Regions from separate parts of the Mus musculus genome. Here regions 1 and 2 are each linked to region 3. Evidence: chromatin contacts called from public promoter capture Hi-C data. All regions are on one chromosome and are shown on one strand. The core of a region is the stretch at or near the end of the contact, and the rest is flanking DNA. Distances in the headings are between cores, read along the strand shown. Region 1 holds the start of Ap5z1 (adaptor-related protein complex 5, zeta 1 subunit). Region 2 holds the start of Foxk1 (forkhead box K1). Region 3 holds the start of Mrm2 (mitochondrial rRNA methyltransferase 2).

The links. Promoter capture Hi-C pulls out the DNA fragments that hold promoters and counts their contacts.
Region 1: a promoter capture Hi-C map of pre-B cells shows a contact between it and region 3, with 5 times the contacts expected there. The contact joins the promoter of Ap5z1 here to the promoter of Mrm2 in region 3. A contact is called at or near these places in 4 of 39 promoter capture datasets (hippocampal neurons, liver and pre-B cells).
Region 2: a promoter capture Hi-C map of liver shows a contact between it and region 3, with 5 times the contacts expected there. The contact joins the promoter of Foxk1 here to the promoter of Mrm2 in region 3. A contact is called at or near these places in 6 of 39 promoter capture datasets (the 3T3-L1 cell line, liver, maxillary cranial neural crest and 2 more), 1 of 115 datasets of contacts at active chromatin or transcription factors (astrocytes) and 1 of 9 other capture datasets (liver).

The regions. Positions count from the first base shown.
Region 1 is chr5:142,462,473-142,466,917 of GRCm38.p6, forward strand. It overlaps Ap5z1 (adaptor-related protein complex 5, zeta 1 subunit), which reads left to right and starts at 1,459. Exons shown (of 17, transcript NM_172725.2): 1 at 1,459-1,663; 2 at 3,786-3,920; 3 at 4,018-4,204. The coding sequence starts at 1,623.
Region 2 is chr5:142,399,978-142,404,078 of GRCm38.p6, forward strand. It overlaps Foxk1 (forkhead box K1), which reads left to right and starts at 1,520. Exons shown (of 9, transcript NM_199068.2): 1 at 1,520-2,064. The coding sequence starts at 1,547.
Region 3 is chr5:140,330,325-140,334,818 of GRCm38.p6, forward strand. It overlaps Mrm2 (mitochondrial rRNA methyltransferase 2), which reads right to left and starts at 1,574. Exons shown (of 3, transcript NM_026510.1): 1 at 1,529-1,574; 2 at 656-945. The coding sequence starts at 1,536. Nudt1 (nudix (nucleoside diphosphate linked moiety X)-type motif 1) reads left to right here and starts at 1,536. Exons shown (of 5, transcript NM_008637.2): 1 at 1,536-1,631; 2 at 2,099-2,149; 3 at 4,131-4,295. The coding sequence starts at 4,144.

The DNA.
Region 1 (4,445 bases), core at 209-2,708, 2.1 Mb after region 3:
AACCCTTCCCAAACAGTTCCACCAACTGGGGTCAAAACATTCAAGTATATGAGCCCATGGGAGCCATTCTCACTCAAGCCACCACCCCATGGCGGCTGCCTCAGAGCCCCTGGCATTCATCCTGACACTCAGCCAGGTGAGAAACAACCCACTTGTCCCTTTTTTCTGTGTACATGTTTTTGGGTGTGACTGCACCTGTGTGTGTATTTGTGTGGAGGCAGAGGACAACCTCAGCTGCTGTTCCTCAAGTGGGGTGTGTGTTCACATGCAGAGGCATAGGCATATGTACACTGGCCACAGGAGACGTGAGCAGATCAGAGGACAGCCTTCAGGTGCCCACCCTCATGGCTACTTACACCTTGTCTGAGACAGATTCTCTTTACCATCTCATAAGCCAGGGCGGCTTATCCTCCAGCCTCAGGAGAGTCTCCTGCCTCCTCCATCTCCTGTAGGTGTGCTGGGATTACAAATCCTTACACTACTGGGCTCAGGTTTTATGTAGCTTCTGAGGACCCAAACTCAGCCTGTCAGGCCTGTGTGTCAATCACTTTCAGGTTCTGAGTCTTCTTTCTTGCCCTACCTCTTCTCTGAGACAGAATCTCTCGTTGGCCTGGGACTTGCCAAGTAAGCTAGGGCCGGCCAGCAACCCTTAGGGATACTCCGATCTCCACTTCCTCAGTGCTGGGACTGCAAGTGTGGGTTTTATTTTTATATGGCCACCCAGGGATGGAACTCAGGTACTCATGTTCACTTTTACCAGCTGAGCCGTTTCTACTTCTGCCCGTTTCTCCCTGAAGCCTTGCTTATTACTAGGCCATGAGCACTAGGTATTGATTGGCAAGAGCCAGAAAGACACGGGTCCAAGTGTCTTTCCCACTGTGACAGCTCCTCAGTCTACTACCAGTTTCCTTTTTCTGTGTGTGCAATAGGCACCCATCTCCCAACCCAAATAGGTGAATAGTGCCAGGGCCTCATCTTAAAACCCAAGACTAGCAAGACATTGGGTATTTCTGCAGCAAAGAGCCTGACAGAATTTATAAAACGTGTCTGCCATACAGCTTTTGCTAAGGATGTTCTTTCTCTGCCACCAAGTCGCGCCCCCAGCCTCTCACTGGGGTAAATCTAGTCACCCTACTGCTAAACTATGTGCCTGCCTAGTCTCTCCAGGTCTAGAGTCTACCACTGGCAGTTCCGGGATCAAAGGAAACTGTTTCGGAGCCAGGAGTTCTGGGTTCCAAGGACCACGGTTCCATGACTCCCTGGCTGCTGACTGACGTGGAGAGAAGCCCAGGAGCTAGGCGGGAACTGGCTTCTGTACTGCAATATTTTGGCCAAGGCCTCCGCCCCGCCCCGCCCACCTGCCGCAGGACCGGAAGCTGGTCTGTCTTTTGCGCGGGGGAGTGGGAGGGATGGCCCTCCCACGTGGTGTGGCACCGGAAGCCGTCAGCTAGCGCTCCAGATTCTCCCACGTGATCCAGCCAGGACGCGGGAGGGTGGTGGCGGGGGTAAGAGGTGGGGCGAAAGAGGGCAGACACAGTCCGGTCACATGACACGTCATGTGACACGATCCCGGAAGTCCGCGGCAACGTTTCGGGCACTGGTGGGCTTGGAGCCGTGTCGGCATGTTCTCGGCGGGCGCGGAAAGTCTGCTGCACCAGGCCAGGTCTGCCGATCTGGGGCTGGGGCCACGGGGCGTGAGACGAAGCCGGGGAGGAGCGGGGAGGCGGTGGTCCCGCTGCACGGTTCGGGTCTCCGTGTGGCGCCGGGTCCGGGGCTCAGGGCGACCTGCGTGGAATGTGAGGCGCACAACTCAGCTAAGGGATCCTCCTCATCGTGTCTGGGTCCATGCTAGTGCTGACCCTGCACTGAGAGTCTAGGTTCTTTCCCAAATAGCCAGCCCAAGACTTGGTGGTACGTGATTCAGCGAAGGAAACGACTACCCGAAGCCCAGACCTGATGCATTTGGTAAACTGAAAATGCAAAGGGACAAATCTGGACTCTGAGCTGGGCCACTCGTGGGGAAAGTTTAGAATGGTTAAGATCTCTGGGATCTCCCAGAGCCTGAAAGAGTTAAAAGTCTGGAGTCTACGAACAAGACAGTACTCCGAAGACAGAGGGACTTAATAGGTAAATGACCTTGCCACCAAGCCTGACTCTCTCGATTCGACCCCCGGGGCTCGGGGAGGAAGAAGAAAATCAACTCCAGCAAGTTGTCTTTGGATCTCCACTCGAGCACCCCAACATGTACATAAATAAATGTAATAAATTAAAAAACAAAGACAGTTTTCTTAAGATCTATTAGGAAAATGGTTGGTGACCCAGCCACACAGTCTCCCCATGGGCCCACAGCCCTCCTTTGCCTTCAGTACTGGGTGGGTACTTTTCATTTTTAAGCAGTAACCTTTTCATGCCAACACAAAAATAACGCTATCCTGTCTCATAGCATCTGTGGTTTATCACTGCCCCAGTTGGGTACAACCCTGGGCCATTTGTATCTCCTTTTGCTCACCCAGCCTGTTCTCTAGGTGCCTCAATAAGACTCTGGGTGGAGGATGCAGGAAACAAAGCAGGCGAGGGTGGTAGGAAAGCTACTGGAGACCTTCCTCGGCCTGGGACATGTGGTACCTGCAGAGACAGTGCAGAACCAAGTTCAAGTACCTGACAGACAGGCTCAAAATGGGGGCAGTTTGCAAACCATCAGCCCTGTCAGGACACCATAGTGGGACTGTCAGCCATGATTTAGGAAGTTGGGGGCTCTCTTCCTCAGCGCCCACAGACAACTGATCCATTTATTTATTTATTTAGAGATGGCTGAGACAGAGTTTTACTGTGTGGCCCCTGAAACTCACTCTGTAGACCAAGCTGGCCTCAGACTCACAGAGATCCACCTGCCTCTGCCTCCCAAGTGCTGGGATTAAAGGCGTGCGCCACCACCACGCTGGGCAATTCCTTCATCATGGCCCTTTATTTTGTGGTGCTGGGAAGGAACCCAGCATGCATGTAGGCAGGCACCCCTTCCACCTCTTTTCCTTCCTTTTAAGCTTGGAATAGAAGCAAGGAAACACATTTCCACACTGAAGCCCGGCTCAGTCCTAGAGTGTTTGTGTTAGGCCAGCGACATCTCAGGCTTTCTTACAGTCTTACAGCCGGGAGTCTTTGCTCTTCAGTGTGGAAGCTTTGCATTGCTCTTCTCCCAAGGCTCAGGGAAGCGGCTTTCAACACGTGTGAGTGCTGCCTTTGAAGTTGAGAGTACTTCCTTATTATGTAAGGCCCTGGGGGTGGGGGGAGCCAGGCAAACACCTTGGGAAGATAAGGAAAGGGGATCAAGAGTTTGAGTCTGGGCTATGTAGTAAGTTCAAGGCCATCCTGGGCTACATTGCAAGACTCTAGGGTAAGAGGAGAGGCAGCTTGGACTAAATATCCCTGACTTTTGAAAGACTCATAAAACCTTTTACTGGCACGGAGAAGCTGAGGCAGGAGGATTGCTGCAAGCTCCAGGCTAGCCTGGGCTACAAAGTGAGGCCCTGTCTCAAAAAGCAAAGCCTTAAAAAACAGTGTTTTCTTTTTGCCACGGGAGCAACAGAACAAAGCTGTACGCCTCACCATTAATGGGTACCACTAGGAAACTGGGGGTGCTGCGTCTCAGTCCCAGGGGAGGAACCTGTCTGTGCCCCAGGTCCTATAAAATCACCCGCAGGCACTGTGAGCCTGGGTGACTGTTCCCTGCCTTCTCTGTCCCCCACTAGGGGCGTGGGTCAGCGCTGTGGTCCCCCTTCCTTCCTTAGGGAAATCCAGGATGAGGAGCTACGGCGTTTCTGCTCCCGGGTCACTAAGCTGCTGCAGGAAGCCCCAGGACCAGCCACCGTGGATGCCCTGCAGAGACTCTTCCTCATCGTCTCAGCCACCAAGTACCCCCGTAGGTGAGTGAGCAGCCCTGGACCCCTGTGCATCCTCCAGACAGGTCCCAGCCAGCTTTCCTGAGATGCCAGTGTTCTTGACATAGATCTTGCGTTCCAGGCTGGAGAAGATGTGTGTGGACCTGTTACAGACCACTCTCTGCTTGCCTGCCAGCCCTGAGCAGCTCCAGGTCCTCTGTGCTGCTATCTTGAGAGAGATGTCACCTTTTAACGACCTGGCCCTGTCCTGTGATCACACCCCAAACACCCGGCAGCTTAGCCTTGTGGCCTCTGTGCTCTTGGCCCAGGTAAGACAATTGCCACCATTGGGGTTGGTGGGGTAGTGGGTGAGTGGCGTCTGTTTCTGGTGGTTCTGGGAGGTCTCAGGAATACAGCAAGCTGGTTTGCGTCCCTCCATGTATCTGTGTGCTACAGCGACCCAGTCAGCTTGGTGCCCATTCCTTTGGATGGTCTAAAGATTGATTGATTTATTGATTAATTTAATGTATATGAATGCACTGTAGCTGTACTGATGGTTGTGATCCATCA
Region 2 (4,101 bases), core at 270-2,769, 2.1 Mb after region 3:
GCACTCTGTCAACACGCATCCAGCATGGCCGTGAGCATTGCAATGATCACTGTAGGTCTTTAATTCACGTGTGTATCATCTTTCGACATGAAGCTCACTGAGGGCAAGACCTATGTCTATCTCTATTCTCAATCATTATTTTTAGACATTCTTTTGTGTGTGTATGTTTGCACTTGTGTTTGTGTGTGCACGTGCGCCGGTGCATGCACAGGCGTGAATAACTGTGTGCTCCTTTAGCCCTGTTTTATTCGTGTTTTTGTTTTTGTTTTGAAACAGTGTTTCCACTATGAACGTGGAGCTCACTGATTGGCTAGGCAGGCTGGCCAATGAGCTTCAGGGATCTATCTGTCAACCTTTTACCCAAAGCGCTGGGAAGATCGAAGCTCTCAATGGGTTTTGAAGTCGGTCCCGGGGAATGAACTTTCCTGTCTTGGGGGATGAGTGCCATCAGGCAATTTACCAACTGTGTCAGCTCCTTCAGTCATTATTAAATGTGAGAAATCGAGTGTGTATGTGTGTGCATGCACTCGCGCGCTGCAGGTCCTGGGGGAAGACTTGGGGGAATTAGCATCCCAGTGCAGGACCTTAAATTCTCAAGGGATTCACATGGTGCCAAGTTCACCATTTAAGTGTTTTCAACTACCGTCAATCTTCGGGTGTCCACAGTCCCTAGAAACAGGCAGAACTGTTCGCCTTAAAAGGAGCAAGGGGAACCAGCTGTGGTGGTGCACAGCTGTGACTCCAGCAAGAATTGCGGAGCCTGAGCCGGGTTGGTCGTCAGCTAGAAGCCAATCTGGTCTACATACATAGACCCTGTCTTTAAAAAATGAATTTTTAAATTGATTTTAAAGGGCTAGGCACACACCTTAATAGCTACACTCAGGAAGCTGGAACAGGAAGATCATGAATTTGAGGCCAGCCTGATCTAGGTATTCAAAACCAGGCTAGCCTTGGTATGAGACAGGATCTCAAACAACAAAACAAGAACAATCGAGATGGTTCAGTAAATAAAGGTGCTTGTCACCAAGCTTGTCGACCTCAATGCCATCCTCAGAACCCCACAGGGTAGGAGAGAATAGACTGCTGAGAGCTGTCCTCTCTGACCACACAAACACACGTGCGCGCGCGCGCGCACACACACACGTGGTAAAGAACCACAAGTAAATAAATGAATGAATAAAATGTAATTTGCAACATTATACCAAACCAAAAAAAAAAAAAAAGCAAAGCACAGAAAGAGTAGCTGTGCAGAAACGATCAGTAAGGAGCAGAGACCATTTCAAGCATCCCTGGACTTTAAACTCCAGCCTCAATAGGACACCCCTAAAAACGTGATGAATCCAAGCACCCTTCGGGACTGGAGGAGGGGGCTCTGTGTCTCTCTGCACCCGCCCACCTCGAGTGGAAGCTGCGCGCGCAGCGCGAGGGTCCTGCGGTGTCCCGGCTCCGCTCCAGGCCACGATCCAGCCCGGGTTTCCGCGCGCGCCGCCCCGCCCCGCCCCGCGCCGCCTCGGCCGCCACCGGAGCCGCTCGGAGCTGCGCGAACATGGCCGAAGTCGGCGAGGACAGCGGCGCCCGCGCCCTGCTGGCGCTGCGCTCGGCTCCCTGCAGCCCCGTGCTATGCGCCGCGGCTGCGGCCGCCGCCTTCCCGGCCACTACGTCCCCGCCGCCGCCGGCGCAACCTCCACCCGGGCCGCCCGCGCTGCCCGCCGAGCCCGGCCCCGGGCCGGTGCCCTCCACCGTCGCCACTGCCACCACCACCGCGCCCGCCCTGGTGGCCGCGGCCGCTGCCTCCGTGCGCCAGAGCCCCGGGCCTGCCCTGGCTCGCCTGGAGGGTCGGGAGTTCGAGTTCCTGATGCGACAGCCCAGCGTCACCATCGGCCGCAACTCGTCGCAGGGCTCGGTGGACCTAAGCATGGGCCTGTCGAGCTTCATTTCCCGGCGCCACCTGCAGCTCAGCTTCCAGGAGCCTCACTTCTATCTTCGCTGTCTCGGCAAGAACGGCGTCTTCGTGGACGGGGCCTTCCAGAGGCGCGGAGCGCCCGCCCTGCAGCTACCCCAACAGTGAGTACTGCGCCACCCTCGGGTCACCCCTCTCCGGACCTGGCCTGAACCCCCTGGCCACCCCTGACCTCTACCCCGCCCAGCTTGGCTCCTTGTCACTCTGTGATCTCGACCCTGCTCAACCTGAACCCCCCGCCCCCCGGTCACCCCCTGAACTCGCCTCCGCCTGGTCTGGCACCTGGGTCGAGCCTCAAATTTCTTACCGTTCCCACCGGGTCCCAGCCCTTGGTCACTCCCTCCTCCATCTCGACCCTGCCAGGCCCTAGCCCCTCTAATCTCGACTCTATCCGGCTCTGATTCCCTAGCCATCTCCCAGTCTTGATCCCACCTAGCTCTGACCCCTGGTTACACAGATCTCCATCCCACCCGGCCCAGCTGAGCCTGATCCTTAAGTTACTGGTGATCTCACCCATCACCTGGCTCTGACCCCGTGGTTGTCCTGATCTTAATCACGACCCAACTAACCCTGACTCCCCAGTTAACTCATTGGGCACTGATCCCTGGATGGGCCCGACTCCCATTCAGCCTGAAATCCTGTCACCCTGACCCTGGACAGGCCTGAACACTTGGGTCCATTCTAACCCCTTTCTCTCTCTCTGACTCTGACTCTGACTCTGTCTGTCTGTCTGTCTGTCTGTCTCTCTCTCTCTCTCACACACACACACACACACACACACACTTACACACACACACTTGCACACTCCCCAACCCCATCTGTCTTCCACTCCTCCCATGTTGGAGTTGGCTACCCATGATCTCCAACCCTTTCTGAACCCAGCTTATCCCTAATCCCACCTGGCCTCAATACCTGGGGTCACTCTTGACCCCCATCCTACCAGCCAGAAGCCGTTACCCCTGACTTCCCTTAACCTGAAGGTCCTAGGGCCACCCCTAACCCTTATCTCACACAGCCTAAGTCTTCAGAGGTCATCTCTGACTTCGAATGGTTTGAAACCATCAGCTCACCCTGATCTCCATCTTTACTTTGGGTCAACTCCAGACCCTCCAGCCCTGAAACACTCCCCTTCTCCGTGGTCACGCCCTGACCTAAACCCTGGCCAGCATCATGAGATACCACCCAGCCTGAACTAACACCACTCCTCCCCAGCCCATCGCCTTCAACCCTGATTCCATTTATACAGAACCCCCAGGGTCACATCTGACCTTTGCTAGTCTGAACAATGCTAGGTATGCTCCTGTCTCTGACGACACAGGCCAGGACCCAGTGTTCACTGTGAGGACGGACTGACAGATGAGCTGTGCCTCTCCCACCTGGGAGGGTGTTACCTGGGAGGTATACGGTGCAGGGGTATATGGTGCAGAGGTATATGGTGAGCTGCCTTGAGGGCGGGGGGCGGGCAATCCATACTTTAAAGGCATGTCTGGAGGCAGAGGCTTTAAAGAGGCAGGACAGGAAGTGCTGTGCCTCAGTTTACCTCCAGAACATGGTAGGAAACAGGTCTGTCCTTAGCTTGGCCAGCTCCCAGGACAGCGCCCTATGGCATTTCAGTACCATGCCTACCTTACCCTCTTCCAAGCTCCCATTATTCCCAGGGCCGTGTCACCCTTGAGGGTCCAGAACCTTAAGATCCAAGGTACTAGGAGAGAGCCATGTTAATTACTTTCTCCCCGCAGTTTCTTTTTCTATTCAGTAATTGCTTCTACTGCTCACTAGTGTTCCTTTGACAAGGTTCACAGTCAGGTGTGTGTGTGTGTGTGTGTGTGTGTGTGTGTCCAACTCATCACTCACATTTATAAGCACCATCAGTGTGCGGTCTTTGCTGGGGTCATTCCCAGGTCTGGAGTACTGCTGTCTGTGTTTGCCTTCTCAGGGTCCAGACACATAGTTATAGATTCTGTACTGAATAACTTTGAACCCCAACAGTGACTCATCCCATTAGGGTGTGAGAGGGAATTCGACCTTCATTTCCCAGACCTGAAAGCTGTGCCCTTGTGAAGTGTACATAGCCAGTGGGAGAGCACTCCCGTAGCTCATGCAAGACTCTGAGTTCTGCCCCCAACACCAAAAGGAATAAA
Region 3 (4,494 bases), core at 324-2,823:
GCAACAGAAAGCAAAGGAAGCCATTATTGTTTAGTTTTCTGGGGCTTTTTGTTTTGTTTAGAGAAAGGGACATAGTGCGAACCCAGGCTGTCCGCCAACTCCTGTGGTTTTCTTCTTTGTTCTTTTTTAAACATTTTGCTTATTTAATCATGTATGTGAGAGGGTATATAAGCAAGTGAGCACACGCCACGGCACATTTGTGGAGTCCACACAGCAACTTTCTGGTGTCAATTCTCCCGTCCACAGTGTAAATCCTGGGGCGAGAACTCAAGCTTGTCAGCCTTACCGGCATGCACCATTCAACCACCAAGCCAGTGGGTCACAGCCCAGAGTGAGAACCACTGCTGACTAACCCATCTTCATAGCATCACCACCACCCTGTGCTCCCTTCCCAACCCCCTACCTCTGCCCTTTTTTTTTTCTCTAGTACAGACATACCATGTAGCTGGGATGACCCTGAACTTCTAATCCTGCCTCCACCTCGTAGGCCTGCGGGGCCTGACTTTACTTAGCAGCTGTGTCCTGTACCCAGCCTGTGTCGTATTTCTGTAACTCTCATCTCTAAACCTACTTAGAAAGAGCCTCAAACAATGTCTCTAGGTAAGAGCTGCTCACTAGCAGTAGTCAGAGGAGCTGGGAGTCCAGCAGGTCCCACCTGCGCCTGTGGCATTGACGCGCTGCACTGCCACCTGACTCCAGGCTCCCGGAGCTGCCCCGCAGTCCAGCACCCGGAGACCGGGCCTCAGGATCTGATGCTTCTCATTCATCTCCAGGAGTTTGAAGGCACTGCGGCAGCGGTAACTCTCCACCTTTGCGGCCTTCACAAACGGATCCTTTAGATGCCGCGTGAGCCACAGGTGCTCAGCGCCGGTCCGGCCCCTGTAGTGACACACTGCTGTGTGTAACCTCCGAACCTTAAGGGGAACGCCTACCAGCTTCAGATGCCTGAAATGACGAAAAAAGAGTTAGCGGGTGGGCATTACACAGAGAGGCAAGAAAGTCTTGGTTCAACCTTTTTGTTTCTGCATATGTATGTGCGATATGCATGCACGCATGTGTATTAGCATGTATGTGCACATGTGTCTGCCTGTGTATGGGGGTCCAAAGTAGAGAAGGGACGTCCCCTTCGCTTGCTCTCTACCTTATGTATTGATGTAAGGTCGCCAACCTGCCAGTCTATCTCGCCAGCTTTCTCCAGGGACCCCTTTTCTCTGCCTCCCCAGCACTGGGGTTACATTTGGTCAGCACACATGTCCAGTATTTTGTAGGCTCTGGGGATCCGAACCCCAATCCTCCCGAATGCACAGCTTTATCCACGGAGCCCATACACCTATTTCTATGTTGCAAGCCTCACTCACTCACGTCTGTACATGAATAAACATCGTACACCCGTGTCCCGCTCCCCGGGACGGAGGTCGCCAGCACCCCTCTGCAACACAATTCACTGAGCTCCCTACTACTGTCATCCACTCCGTTCCTGTATGCAAAGACGTCCTTTTAGCGCAGGCAGACGCCGTAACTCACTCACCCGGCCATTGCTGCTTGCTGGTGGTTTCCTCCCGCCGCCGGAAGTCCCGCCCTCGCTTCCAACGCGAGGCTCCGCCCCGGGAAACTTTGGCTGGGGCGCGAAGGTATGGATGGTCCCGGGCGAATGAGATCTGGGTGCGGGAGAGACGCTGGAGGTCGGGAGTGGGGTGCCAGGGAAAATCTGGGGAGAGAAGGGGTAGAAGGACTAGAGAGCAGCTTCAAACCCACCAGGAAAACTGGGGTACTGGGCAGGCCTGAGGTCGGGAAGACCAGGGAAACTACAGAGAGTAGGGAGCAGAAATGAGAGGGAGAGGGGACCTGGGCGGTAAGCTGATGCATGGGCAGTTTGCAGCCTGTCTGTACCGGCCATAGCCCCTGGGAGGGGAGGCTAGGGAACGGCATTTGCAGAGTGCCCCCTGCAGGCAGGTTCTGGGCTCTGCACTCCATGTGCATTGTCTCCAACACCTGCAACACTTGACCTCAATTCAGACCAAAGGTTGTCCAAAGTTCCCTGACACACATCCGATTTACCACCTATCACAGCTACCAGGACACCCTTGTTTGCTTCTAGGCTCTGCCATTTGACCTCGGAGCACTAGTTTTCGCCTCAGAAACGAAGAAAGTAAGTCTTAAACTCTGTTCTTAGTCTTTTTTTTTTTTTTTTTACTTTTTTTATTAGGTATTTTCCTCATTTACATTTCCAATGCTATCCCAAAAGTCCCTCATACCCTCCCCCCCACTCCCCTACCCACCCACTCCCATTTCCATTGCAAAGGGAAACAGTATGGGGACTCTGTTTGAAGCAATGCCAATCAACAGAGCCATAGCCACACCCATTCTACCTGATTCCAATCTATGTCCTCACTGCTCATTTCACTGAGACAAGGAGCTGAGCACGCTGGTGCACGCCTGTCATTCTACACTCAGGTGGTTGAGCGGGAAGATTGTGAGTTTAAGTCCAGAATGGAGAACATGGCACAACTCTGTCTCGTTTAAAATCCTTGCAAAACAAATCACTCATCTGTATGGAATGTGAGGACATTTGTCATCACTCCCTACATGAAAACAATTTACATAGTTTGCATGTAAAGTGGGCCGGAGGATGTCTGTAAGTTACAGGCAAATATGCCATTTCAAAGAAGTGATTTCATCATACTTTAATCCCAGTATCCATGGAAGGGTAAGGTATCCTGGTATCTGTGGATATGAAAGATATCCTGTGGATATCCTGTGGCTATGAAAGACAGCTGTATACAGCCGGTGCTTAATAAGAGATGGCTGACTTTGCTGAGTCAGGAAGCCAGAGGCTCAGGCACAGGCAAGTCAGAACACAGGCCAATGCTAAGCCCACTTCTTCTCCTGACTTACCTCAGCACCAGGCCTAAGCTTCCGGGTCCCTTTTCTTTCCCTTTCTTCTTATTCTGTTTTTAAATTTTAACTTATATTGTGCACATATAGGGTTGTTGGATTTTTTTATTCGAGAACGTATAGGGTTTTAAAAATATTTATTTTGGGGGGCTGGTGAGATGGCTCAGCGGTTAGGAGCGCTGACTGCTCTTCCAAAGGTCCTGAGTTCAAATCCCAGCAACCACATGGTGGCTCACAACCATCCGTAATGAGATCTGATGCCCTCTTCTGGAGTGTCTGAAGACAGCTACAGTGTATATAATAAACAAACAAACAAACAAATAAATATTTTAAAAAACCATCCAGAGGTGGTGTATAGCTTTTAAAAAATATTTATTTTTTATGTTCATTGATGCTTTGCCTCCATGTATGTTTGTGTAGGGGGCCATATCCCCAGGAGCTAGAATTACAGACAATTGCAAGCCACCATGTGGTTGCTGGGAATTGAACTTGGTGCCCCTGGAGGAGCAGCCAGTGCTCTTAACCACTGAGCAGCCATCTCTCCAGCTGGAATACAGGAGTTTTGTTAACATTTATACTATATGTGTGCCTGGTACCCAAAGACGCCAGAAGAGGGCATCAGAACAGAGTTAGACAGTCGTGAGCCACCATGTGGATGCTAGAAATGGAACCACAGTCCTCTGCAAGAGCAGCTAGTCCTCCTAACCACTGCCATCTCTCCAGCCCTTGTTCAAGTTCCTTTTCTTATACACTGCAGCCTCTTAGGAGGGTCCCAGTTTCTGTATACTGCCTTAGCCAGTTGAGGCCTAGGAAACAATAAAATAAGACGCTTTGTCTGGGGGCTGGAGAGATGGCTCAGTACTGGGAGTATGGCTCAGTAGTAGAGCCCCTGCCTAGAATCCCCCAGTGAGGGGCTGGGGTATGGCTCAATGGGAGAGCATTAGCCTAGCATGCTCAAGGCTTTGAGTTCTTTCCCCAGCACTGTAAATACATACATACATACATACTTATATACATGCATAAAAATATAAATGAAAAGGGGACCTCAAAGGCACATTTGTACATGCCCTGCTAAGCCACAGGGTGTATATCCTGTGACTGTGTATTTAGCAGGTCATACCATCCACCTCTCCCAGAATGTATCTCCCTCCCACCTGGCCACAACAGAACTCATATGATGCATACTCTAACAGACTACAGACCAATCAAACCACATTTTCCCATCCTCTTAACAGGACCCAGGAGAGCATGAGCACCTCCAGGCTTTATACCCTTGTGCTAGTGCTACAGCCTCAGCGAGTTCTCCTGGGCATGAAGAAGAGGGGCTTTGGTGCTGGCCGCTGGAATGGCTTCGGGGGCAAGGTGCAGGAAGGAGAGACCATTGAGGATGGGGCTAAGAGGTGAGAAGAAGGGAAGTCTGACCACAGAGCCAGCCTAGCTGGGGATGAAGCCCAAGAGAGTAGGAAATATACCCTTAAGACTGACCGATGCTATGTAGACCATGCTGGCCTTGAACTCGCGGAGATCTACTTGCCTTTACTTCTAGAGGGCTGGGATTAAAGGCCTAGGCCAGCATACCTGGCTTTTAAATTTTCTTTA